Linked DNA regions of Urocitellus parryii: region 2 is linked to region 1. Evidence: chromatin contacts called from public Hi-C data. All regions are on one chromosome and are shown on one strand. Each heading gives the region's core, a stretch centred on a gene start, on an enhancer-like site or on the middle of the called end of the contact. The rest is flanking DNA. Distances are from core to core; before and after follow the strand shown. Region 1 holds the start of LOC144257033 (L-selectin-like). Region 2 holds the start of F5 (coagulation factor V).

What was found. Hi-C and Micro-C count contacts between places; a contact is called where the count stands out from the background.
Region 2: a Hi-C map of liver shows a contact between it and region 1, with 4 times the contacts expected there. The contact joins the promoter of F5 here to the promoter of LOC144257033 in region 1. A contact is called at or near these places in 2 of 2 Hi-C or Micro-C datasets (liver and muscle).

The regions. Positions count from the first base shown.
Region 1 is chr9:142,278,195-142,283,823 of mUroPar1.hap1, reverse strand. It overlaps LOC144257033 (L-selectin-like), which reads right to left and starts at 2,264. Exons shown (of 13, transcript XM_077802961.1): 1 at 2,116-2,264; 2 at 194-266. The coding sequence starts at 2,264. All of the region lies in intron 1 of Firrm (FIGNL1 interacting regulator of recombination and mitosis), which reads left to right.
Region 2 is chr9:142,458,130-142,463,758 of mUroPar1.hap1, reverse strand. F5 (coagulation factor V) reads right to left here and starts at 3,358. Exons shown (of 25, transcript XM_026405243.2): 1 at 3,116-3,358; 2 at 858-949. The coding sequence starts at 3,273. All of the region lies in intron 1 of Firrm (FIGNL1 interacting regulator of recombination and mitosis), which reads left to right. It overlaps Selp (selectin P), which reads right to left. Exons shown (of 16, transcript XM_077802693.1): 16 at 5,313-5,629.

The sequences.
Region 1 (5,629 bases), core at 1,015-3,514:
TCTCACCAGAGACTCTCAGGGGAGGACATCGGCCACCTGACACCCTAGGATCACATTCTGAGACTGAGAGCATTTTTGGTTTCTGCATGTTAAAAACCAAAAATGAAATGGCTTGTTTCTTGTCCCATGCCACCTGCCCCTCCAGCCCCAGGAGAGTTTCTGCGTGTCTGGAATCTCTGGGCCAAAGGCTCACCATGGCTTTGCTGGCTCCTTCTCTGGGTCCACAGCCTTCAGCCTCTGCACTCAGCACCTGGGCTCTCTGGGTCCTTGTGGAGGGAGCCTGCTTGCTCCAGGGGAGGGCTCTGAGTGTCACTAGCAGGGCTCTCTCCACCCAGTCTCACATCCTCCTCCCTCCTCCCTCCCCTTCCTCCTCTTCTTCTCTCACCTCTTCCCCCACCCCTTTCTTTAGCTGGCGTCTGCCCCTCTCCCTGGGACCAGTGAGGTGTTGTGGTTGGATTCTCCTTCCTCTCCCACTTCCATCCTCCTCCCTCTTTCCCTTGTCCTGTGCTTCCTTCCTTCCCTTCTGCTGCCCCCCTTTATAGTTCTCATGCTGTTGTCTTCTTCCTCCTCCTTCTCCTCCTCCTCTTCCTCCTCCTCCTCCTCTTCCTCCTCCTTCTCCTCCTCCTCCTCCTCCTCCCTCCTCCTCCTCCCTCCTCCTCCTCCTCCTCCTCCTCCTCCTCCTCCTCCTCCTCCTCCTCCTCCCTCCTCCTCTATCTCCTTATTAAAGCTAGACTAACTCCTGGCTACCTGTTGTAGGTGGCCCTGGTAATACCACAGTTCAAACTTCTATTTCAGACCATTTTTTTAATTTACATATGACAGCAGAGTGCATTACAATTCAGATTACACATACAGAGCACAGTTGTTCACATCTCTGGTTGTACATAAAGTATATTCACACCAATTCATGTCTTCATACATGTGCTTTGGATAATGATGTCCATCTCATTCCACCATCATTTCTAACCCCATGCCCTCTTCATTCCTCTCCCACCCCTCTGCCCTATCTAGAGTTTGTCTATTCCTCTCTTGTTCAGACTCCCTACCCCACTATGAATCAGCCCTTTTATATCAGAGAGAACATTTGGCATTGGTTTTTAGGGATTGGCTAACTTCACTTTATTTCAAACTTATTATTTAAATTTCATAATTTATATAATAAATAAATTCATGTATTAATTTATTTGTTTGTTTGTTTGTTTCAAACAAATAAAAGGTGTCTGTCACACTTCAATAAGAGCTACCTGGCTCACTTGACAAAATCCAGTTCCTTCTCCTCCTTTCCTTGCTCGCCTCCTAGTGGAGGAGCTTGTGAATGGCACCCCCTGAAGTGAATCCCTGAAGTCCAGGGGTTTAGGCTTTCTGCCCTGGGAAGGATTGGGGTCCACACATTTCTAAACTATAAAATGCATCTTATTTGTTGGATTTTATGAAGTATAAAACTTATTTCACTTCTGAACCACAAAGTGTATTTTGTTTGACTTTATTATTTGTTTGTTATTCTATTTGGTAGACATTTCTATTTTTTTAAAGCCACACATAAATGCAGACTTCTCTGAAGAAAGCCAATTTGTGTCTTCTGGCACCCAGACAAGTTGGTTCAAGCCTCAGAGTTGCATTAATTCCCAGAGATTTCCTTCAATTCAGGTCTTGTCAGGCAGAACGACCTAGATCCCAACCAAATTTTGCAGGGGAAAGATGTCTTGGAGAGGGAGGTGATTATTTAGTCAACACTGTCAAACACATGCAGTTGATTTACTTTTCTGTACATTTTAAATTCTCTCTGTATATTGAGTTACACTTCTAGCTACTTGGACCACATCAACCTAGCCCCTCACTGAGTCCATCCAGCGCTGTGGCTTTTAAATCTCAGCAAAGTTATTTTTCATGTGTTCATTTGAATCATGTGGATTGATCTTGTGTTTGTCAAACACATTTTTCCTGACAACACAGTGAGAGACGTGGGGTAGAGTTAGAGCGCCATGGGATGTTATTCTGCCTCTCAAGGAATGCAGTCCTGGCACTGGTGTAACAGGAACCAGAGCTGAAAACATGCTAAGTGAGAGAAGCCAGGCCGGGAGGCCGCACACTGGTCGAGTCCATTCTGTGGGATACCAGGAACAGGAGGAGCCACAGAGCAGGAGGTGGCCTGCAGGCCCATGCTGCTGAGGGAGCAGGTGATAGGGCTTTTCATGGAAGTGCTTTGGAACTAGGACAGGGGCTGGTGGCACAGTGCTGTGGAGGTGCTGGACTGTCCCCCTCATCACGGCTGCATTGCATCACACAAACTTCAGCTCAATGTGGAAATCAAGCCAAGTGTGCACTGAGCTTGAAGAGAGGAGCTGGGGCAGCAGAGTCACAGGCACCTGTCAGCAGCCACTTGAAGGGCTGCAAGAGAAGGGGCTTACTGGGCTGTGCCACCAGGTGGGGCTGGTGGCATGACAACCCACCACTCCCTGAGGGAGGAGCCACTGCTGGAAGGCCAGTGACCACCTGAGGGTGGAGGGAAGAGCCTCTGGGGGCCCCTGAGAGCAGCATCCTAGGACCACAGAAGAACCATCGCCCCGGCTTTCCTAGCCTGCCCCTCAGAGGGCCTCCGCTTGCTGGTTCCTCGCCCAGCAAGGAGCTCCCACGGCAGTCCCCTCAGGTTGCCTGGAAGGATGGGTATGCAGCCCACCCACAGCCACAGTCCTCCCTCCAGGCCACCGTGGGACCCCTCCTCAGATGCCTCCCCTCCACAGCCCTATCCAAACACCTCCACACGGCTCAGAGAGCCTCTCCCTGCACCTGGGGTCAGGCCACCTCCTGGACAGTTCACCACACCCCTGTCTCCACACAGCCTCGAGGTCCTTCCCAGATGCTCCCCTGCTGCCCCTGGAACTCCTGCTTCACAGTCGGCAGGCTCACCCATATGCTGCAGTTCTCCCCAAACCTCCTTCTACCTTCCTCCATAGCAACCGCTGCCTCCTGGGGACATGTCTCCCCTGCAGATCTCTCAGGACAGTGACATTTTCTCCACACTCTGCAGGATGGGCCTCCTGCCTTCTGATGGGGCCCTTTTACACATCTTTGTTCCCCACCACACTGGAAAGAAAAGGAAGCAGCAATCAAATAACCCAGGATCTCACCACACCAGGATGTGCCATCTTGTCACTGTCCTCATGGTGGTGACCCCAACTCCTCATGCACTGGTGGCTTTGGCACCTGGCTCCTGGTCCTCCTGTCCCTGGAAGCACCTCCCACAGCCATTTGTACTGCACCATGCACTGAACACCTGTCCCACAGCAGGATCTTCACTCTCTAAGTCAAGGTCAGCCACTCCTCCCTGAGCACAGCCTCCACCTTGACACCTCAGGAGACTTCAGCATCTCTAAAGTCACATGATCAAGACGTCCTCCCATCACCTCTGTCCCCTGTTCCTGCTGGCTTGTTGCTCAATATCTCACTGTGATGCCTTTATTCCTACCCCACTGACCCCCAGCTGTTAACTCACCCCCCACTCCTTTTTATTTCACAGTGGGACTCATTTTTAGTTTTTATATTTTAATCACACATATTAATTGTACACATTAATGTGGTTCAGTGTGATATTTCCGTACATGCCATACAGTGTTCATTGATCAAATTCAACCTCCCTTTGTCCACATCCTTCACACCCTTCTCAATCTCTGATAATCATTTTCTTCTTTCAGGTCAGATTTTTTAGCCTCCAAAGGAGAGGGAAACACATATCTGGCTTATTTCACTTTCCACAATATCCTCCAGTTCCATGCATTTTGCTGCAAATGGCAAGAACCTATTCTTCTTTATGGGCAAACAACACTTCATTGTGATTAGACACCACATTTTTCCCTACTCATGGGCTGAAGGTCACCACAGCATACTCAGGTATTCAGGGGTCTCTTTGCTGTGCTCATTTCATTTCCTCTGACCAAGGTAAATGACCTTTTGCTGTATCATGGAATTTAATTTGATTATTTTCTTGAGAAGTCTACATCTATGTTCATCAGGAAGATTGGTCTATAGTTTTCTATTTTGGCTATGTCTTCACTGGTTTGGGTGACAGGGTAAAGCTAGACTTATAGGATGTGTTTGAAGGGGTTTCTTCCCTTTTAATTTTATGGAACTTTCTGAGAAGAATTGACCTAAGCTCTTTTGTAAAGTTTGGTGAAATTCAGCAGTGAAGTCATCTGGTTTGGGTTCTTCTTTGTTGAGAGATTCAATCTAACTACTTGTTACTGGTTTGTTAATTTTTTTAATAACCTCATAGTCCAATTTTGGCAGGTCATAAGTGTCCATAAATGTGTCCATTTCTTCTAGGTTTCCCAACGTATTAGTATATAATTTTTCAAAATAATTCCTAAAGATCCTTTCTTGGTATAAGTTGTCATATCTCCCTTTCATTTAATTGGTTATTCTAATTCGTTATGCATAACGACACAATGCAATTTATTTCATATTACACATATAGAGCTCAATTTTTCAAGTCATTGATTGTATGCAAAGTATTTTCACACCATTCGTGTCTTATACATGTACTTAGGGTAGTGATGTCTCACTCATTCCACCATCATTCCTACCCCCTTGCCCTCTCCTTTCCCCTCCCTCCCCTTTGCCCTATCTAAAGTTCCTCCACTACTCCCAAGTTCCCTGCCCCATCCCCATCACCATTTTGAGTCAGCATCTTCATATCAAAGAAAACATTCAATGTTTGGGTTTTTTTTTTAATTGGCTAATTTCACTTAGCAGTGTATTCTCCAACTTCATCCATTTACCTGCAAATGCCATGATTTTATTCTCTTTTAATGCTGAGTAATGTTCCACTATGTATATATACCGTTTCCCTATGCATTCATCTACTGAAGGACATCTAGGTTGGTTCCACAATTTAGCTATTGTGAATTGTGCTGCTATAAACATTGATGTGGCTGTGTCCCTGTAGTATGCTGATTTTTAAGTCCTTTGGGTATAAACTGAAGAGTGGGATAGCTGGGTGAAATGGTGGTTCCATTCCCAGTTTTCCAAGGAATCTCCACACTGTTTTCCAGATTGGCTGCACCAATTTGCAGTCCCACCAGCAATGTATGAGTGTGCCTTTCCCGCCCACATCCTCATCAACACTTACTGTTGTTTGTATTCTTGATAGCTGTCATTCTGACTGGAGTGAGATGAAATCTTAGAGTAATTTTGATTGGCATTTCTCTAATTGCTAGAGATGTTGAACATTTTTTCATATATTTGTTGATGGATGGTATATCCTCTTCTGAGAAGTGTCTGTTCAGTTCCTTGGCTCATTTATTGATTGGTTTATTTGTTTGTTTTTGTTGTTGTTGTGATTTGTTTGTTTTTTGGTGTTAAGGTTTTTGAGTGCTTTATATATCCTAGAGATTAGTGCTCTATCTGATGTGCTTGTGGTAAAGATTTGCTCCCATTCTGTAGGCTCTCTATTTACCTCACTGATTGTTTTGCTGAGAAGAAGTTTTTTAGTTTGAATCCAACTCATTTATTGATTCTTGGTTTTAATGCTTGTTCTACAGGAGTTTTATTAAGAAATTTGGGGTCTAATCCAACGTGATGGAGATTTGGGCCTACTTTTTCTTCCATTAGGAGCAAGGTCTCTGGTTTAATT
Region 2 (5,629 bases), core at 2,109-4,608, 180 kb before region 1:
TTAAGGGAGATCAGAGGAGGCAGGGCAGACTGGGATGAGTTGGAGAGGTGGTGGTTGAGTGTGGGTAGATGACAGGCCTCTGTTTGGCTAAAGAAGTGTGGTGGGATCATTCTCAAGGGGACACAAATGAAAGAAGTTCTTCTTTGATGGTTTCTCTCATTTCTGTGGAATGTGGTTCCATAATTAAGATCCTAGACCCCTAATCCACTTAGTCTCTGTGATCAAACAAACAATATAGATGAGAAAGAGATGCAGAGAATTAGCTATACATACTTCCTTTGAATGAATTCAGGAAAGCAGATTGAAACAAAAGATCATGCTGTTAAGACACATCTGTGCCTTTCAGACCAACCCACAGCCCTGCGGAGATGTGTTTGAACCCCCTTTGTCCACTGTTGCATGCACAGTGCCTAATTCAATGCCAAGCCCCCAACAGTGCTCCACGGTGGATTGTTAGATGAATGGGTAAAAAGTCAAACTCCTAAAAGTTTTGTTTAGCTATTCTGACCAAGACCAAAAACATCACTGGTTTCATGGGCATACAATGTGTACCTTTTAAAAGGACCCCCTAATCAGAAGGATCCTTGTTTGCTTTAATGTGTTGCTGTCACTGTTTTGAAAATTCTTAATAACATGAGCAAGGGGTCCCACACTCTCACTGTGCACCGGGCCAACATCCTATATATCCAATACTGGTAAATACACAAACACACACATACACATTCTAAATAGGTACTTTAGACACAGATAAATAACACATGATCCATAAAAATTTATGTTTAAAATAAATGATTAAGCAAATAAATAAATATATATTTTTATTAAGCAAATAAATAAATATATTTATTTATTCCTACCTGAAATGCTGGATCGAGGTTTTTCTTTCTTAAAATATGCTTCATACTCTCTGTAGACTATTTTCTTAAAGAAAGTTGTAAAAGGATTCGAACTGGAATCAAAACACAAACATTAATTTGAAAGATGCATATAACATCTACTCATATTATAACCAAGTATATCTCTCATAACCTCAGATGTCTAGAATGACAGTGTTTTATAGATATGAACAATAAATGTAATTAATGAAGTAATTATTGGACTCTTCAAAACTAGTATGTTGTGATCATATTCTTTCATAAGTTTAGAATGCCCTAATTAATGATGATTCTCAGAATCAATTTTCTTAAAAGGAACCTAAAATCATCGTATGAACTCAAACTTTAGGTTAGGTTTTAAATGATTAAAAATATGATCAAGTCACTTAAAAGTAAATAGGTGAGCTATTTGCAACCCATCAGTCAAATACAATTTTTCATAAAACACTTCCTGCAAATTATAATTTTAAGCCTCTGGGAAATGTTATAAATTTGTATTGATTTGTTTGACCCTATTTCTGCTTGAGAGGGTGGAGATAGCTAATGGAGTAAAACTCAGATTCCTGTTGGAAACAAATGAAAAAACTATCTTGGAAAGATTAAGTAACTTTCTAAGGAAATACAGTTGATATATGACAAAGCCAGGATCCAACGTGGTTAAAATCATTTCCTCTCCTCTGTCTTGACCCAGTTAATCTCTATTTTAATCTTTATTTCTACATTCAACAGGGTTCTGAATCATAATAACTACAGTACTATATTCCACAGGAATGACAGAGGTTCTGAAAGGAGAAAGTCCTGCAGGTGGCCCCCTTGTCAACAATTGACCCATCCTCCTTTCCTAACCCAGGGAAGACCTGCCAGCACAATGTGGTCCTCACATTGTACATTTGATCTTTTGGTTTGTATGCTTTGGCCTGCATCTATCCATCCCCACCCCAAGGCATAACCACCACAAGCTACAGGGAAGCTAGGACAGAGCTCCTGTTCCACCCATGAGCAGGCAAGATTAGTGTCAGAAAGAGTGTTATTTTCTATGGGGTTTGAGGGAGTAACAGTTCACTTAAGGGTGTGGGCATGAACTTGGATGAATCATCTAGAAATGCAATATTTAAAATTATTATCTTTTAAAAGAAAGAATTTCTTTGTATATATGACCAAGATAGTATATAATGCCCTCTTATATAACCTAGTTACAATGGAGTTTTTAAAAAGAGTTACTGTGATACATGGAAAAGACTTCAGAATATTACTTTTTTTTTGAAGATTGCTTTGGTTCTGTAATTGCAAAAGAAGAACACAGTTTTCACAATCATCTAAATTGTGATGCTAAGTTAAAAAATAAAAGTGATCACACTAGGAGGCTTACCATTTTAAACAAATAAAAATAAGATTAGCTGGAAATATTGGATAGACCCTATGATTTAGTTAATTTCTAGGAAGTCTCATTTTAACTTTTCAATTGGAAAAATATAGTTTGCAACTGAAAGATATGGTTTGATATTATTTAAACCTCCTCTTACTGACACATGCCTTTTAATAGTAACCTTACCAAAAATATCTAGGGTAAACCATACTCCAGGAAGTGATTAAGAGAGAAAAAATTAAGAGTCACCGTGAACAGCCATGAATAAGCCAAATATGAAGCAGGACAGAGTGAAAGTACTGAAGTGTCGCATTTACATGGACTGATGTTTTAAAAGTCATATTTAAGAAAGCAACAAAATGATGGCAGTAGTTATTCAGCTCAAAATAATTATCTGCTCAAATAAAGTACAAGGTGCACAACTTTAGTTTTAGGAGATGAAGTTATGTGACAATGGAATAAATAATATGTAACTAGAAATGCCATAAAAATACTGAACTAGTAAAAATCTGGAATGGGAGCTGGTAGGAAAGGCAGATGAGGGAGCTTGGTGTTTGTGAATCAATCAATATGTTAAACTGACGACAATCAGACTACTAACAAAACTGTACTGAAAACAAACTCACGAAAAGAAAGCAGCGTCTAAACAATCAAGTTGAATATTTTCCACGTTAGTGGAGCAAAATTAGCACTCACCAAGTTTGTTATGCTCTTCATACTTGATTAAATGTACTTATTTACCTGAACACACACACACACACACACACACACACACACACACACACACACACCTGTGGAATTACAAAAGTAATATTCTCTAAAACATTAGATTATCCACCCTGGCTACCCCTCCTGGACACCATACCTGAATTACCTTAGATTTGAGTGCTCAGGGTGGTAGTTCCAGTTGATGCCCTGAGCTGCCACGTAGAACTGCCTCAGCTGTGCTGCGTCAGCCCCGTGTCTCCCCCAGCCTGCCCAGCTGCTGCCCAGGACCACCAGTACCCAGAGGTGTGGGCAGCCTAGAAGCATGGTTCCTTCCCTTCTCCTGCCCTCTGCCCCCCTGGGACCAGCAGGGCTTGCCTGGCAGCTTGAGGTGCCTGGTGCTGCACTGTGAACTGTCTTGGCTGCAATGAGCTCTGGGAGGCTGTGGGTGGCAGTGTCCTCCTCCCCTGAAGCCTCTGGCTCACCCTCCCTCCCAGCTTCCTGGGGCTTGTCCCTGCAGGGGCGTGGTAAGATCACTGTCCTTGGTGAGGAAAGGGACAAGAGGAAGAGTTAGTAACTGTTTTTCTACAGGTAAAGAAAAGGCAGGCAGAGATCTTGCTAGAGGATCCAATAGGAGGGACAGTGCCCAGGAATTCACAGGCCACACTTCCCTGGCTGAAGCTACTGGAGCAGTAGCCTCCCACCTTCCATGGTGCATGTGTCAGAGTTTGTGCTTACCAGACTCTGCAATTCCCAGTACACTGAGACTCTGCAGCCTTCCTACCCCCAGTGGAAAGGGGCATTTTGTCTGATACTGGGCACAGAAATATTGTGCCCTCAGGTTGGCAATGAGTCCATGAGGAAGCCTACTGCTATAGATCACTTGGCCAACTTCTACCCAGGCACAGTTGTCTTGATAAGGGTTTGCTACTGGTTAGAACACAGCAGAGCAGAGGGCTTAGCTGAGATAATCAGTAGTTTAGATTTCAGTTCTGTTTACTAATTGTGCTCTTGGGCTCAACTCTCCAGACTGTGGCTTGACATCTGCACAATGGGGTTGCTAAGACCAGTTTTTCCTGAAAGCATTGTTGGAAGGATTAAAGAATATTGCCTAGCACTTAGAAAGCACACAGCACATGTTTATTTCTGTGATTATGTTTTCCTGTCTCCAGGGTCCCTCATATTTCCTGAAGGATGTATTTCACACAGGGTGATTAAATCTTTTTCTGCTGTTGGTAGAGGATCTGAGAATTCTATTATCTGAGATATCATGATGACTCATCCCAGGGTGCCTGGATCTGTGTGCCTCCAAGCTTCTGCATATGCTTTATGCCTTCAATTCATTCAACAAGTTGTGGTCTGACACCTCCAAGAGGTACTATTTAGTGACACCAGGCTTCTCTGCAACTCCCCTCCGCAGTCTTCTCTTTCCCCTTTTGCTAATATTATCTACCAATGTAGAATTTCCTTCCTCTTTTGCTTGCCCATTCTTTAAAGTTCAGAGTTCTACCTGTCTCTCTGATGGTGGACTCAAATTTGACTTTTCTATTTTATGAACTCCTACACCACCATTCAAATAATACACTTCTGTTGTTCACCTTGTATTATACTGTGTGGGTTTCTGTTGTACCCCAACTAGGTTATAAGTGCTCCAGGTCTTACACTTCTGTACATTTGATTTGTGAACCAGTGATTCCCAAAGTCAAGAGAGCATTAGGATTCCCTAGTGACTTTCACAAAGCGCAGATTCTGACTCAGGAAAGACCAGTGGCATATAATACCTAGCCTAGTGATAGACAAACAAGAAGCAGTTATGGATGCCAAAGGCAGTATGATTGATAAACTTTTTTTTAAAGCACCATGTGCCTAAATCCCAAGGTTATTATCAATATTCTTGAAAAAGCCTTGTAATCTTTAGACTGCTTTACCATTTTAACTTGTATATTTGCTTATATGTACCCAGTCTATATGATGTAGTCATTGGGTTACATTTCACCATGACAAAACAACTACAATGCTTGGCTCTCTAACTTTTGCATCAATTCTGGATAAACACTATATAACTTTCACTGACCCACTTATTAAACATGTGATTTAAAGAACAGGTAAAACACATTCATTCTTTCCTGTGAAACATTAAGGTAATGGAGACGTTCTGTTTCTCTGACTTTCTCTTGGACCAGGGAGTGTGATGTATGTATTTGCCAGCTCATTGACAGGTGGAGCTGTAATTAGGACAACTGGTGCCAACAGAGTGATGTATACAGACCTTATTGAACAAAACATCAAACAAAGGAACATGGCATTTGGGGGCAAATCCATTTAATTGGTCTTTGGGTCCTTTGATAAGATCTACAGTGAGATGGAGCTTCCTGTTCTGATTCTTGGTCTTCTATAGCCTTGGGTACCATCCCAGGTTTCTCTGGAAACCTCAGCAGCAGAGGTCTAAGGCTCCTCATTGACAGCAACCACTGGAGTTCTGGGAGATCCTGCTGGGGTTTCCTGAAGTCAGAGATGTGCCTGGCTTCCAACACTGCAGAGAAGCCTTCCTTAACCCCCAAATAAAGGGGTATTTTCATTTCTCCAGTCTGGTCTCCTGGTGAGTCAAACACTCTGGTCTCTTTGACTAGCTGGTATTTCCAGTGACAGCCGTGTTCAAGTCCACAGACCACAGCACAAACAT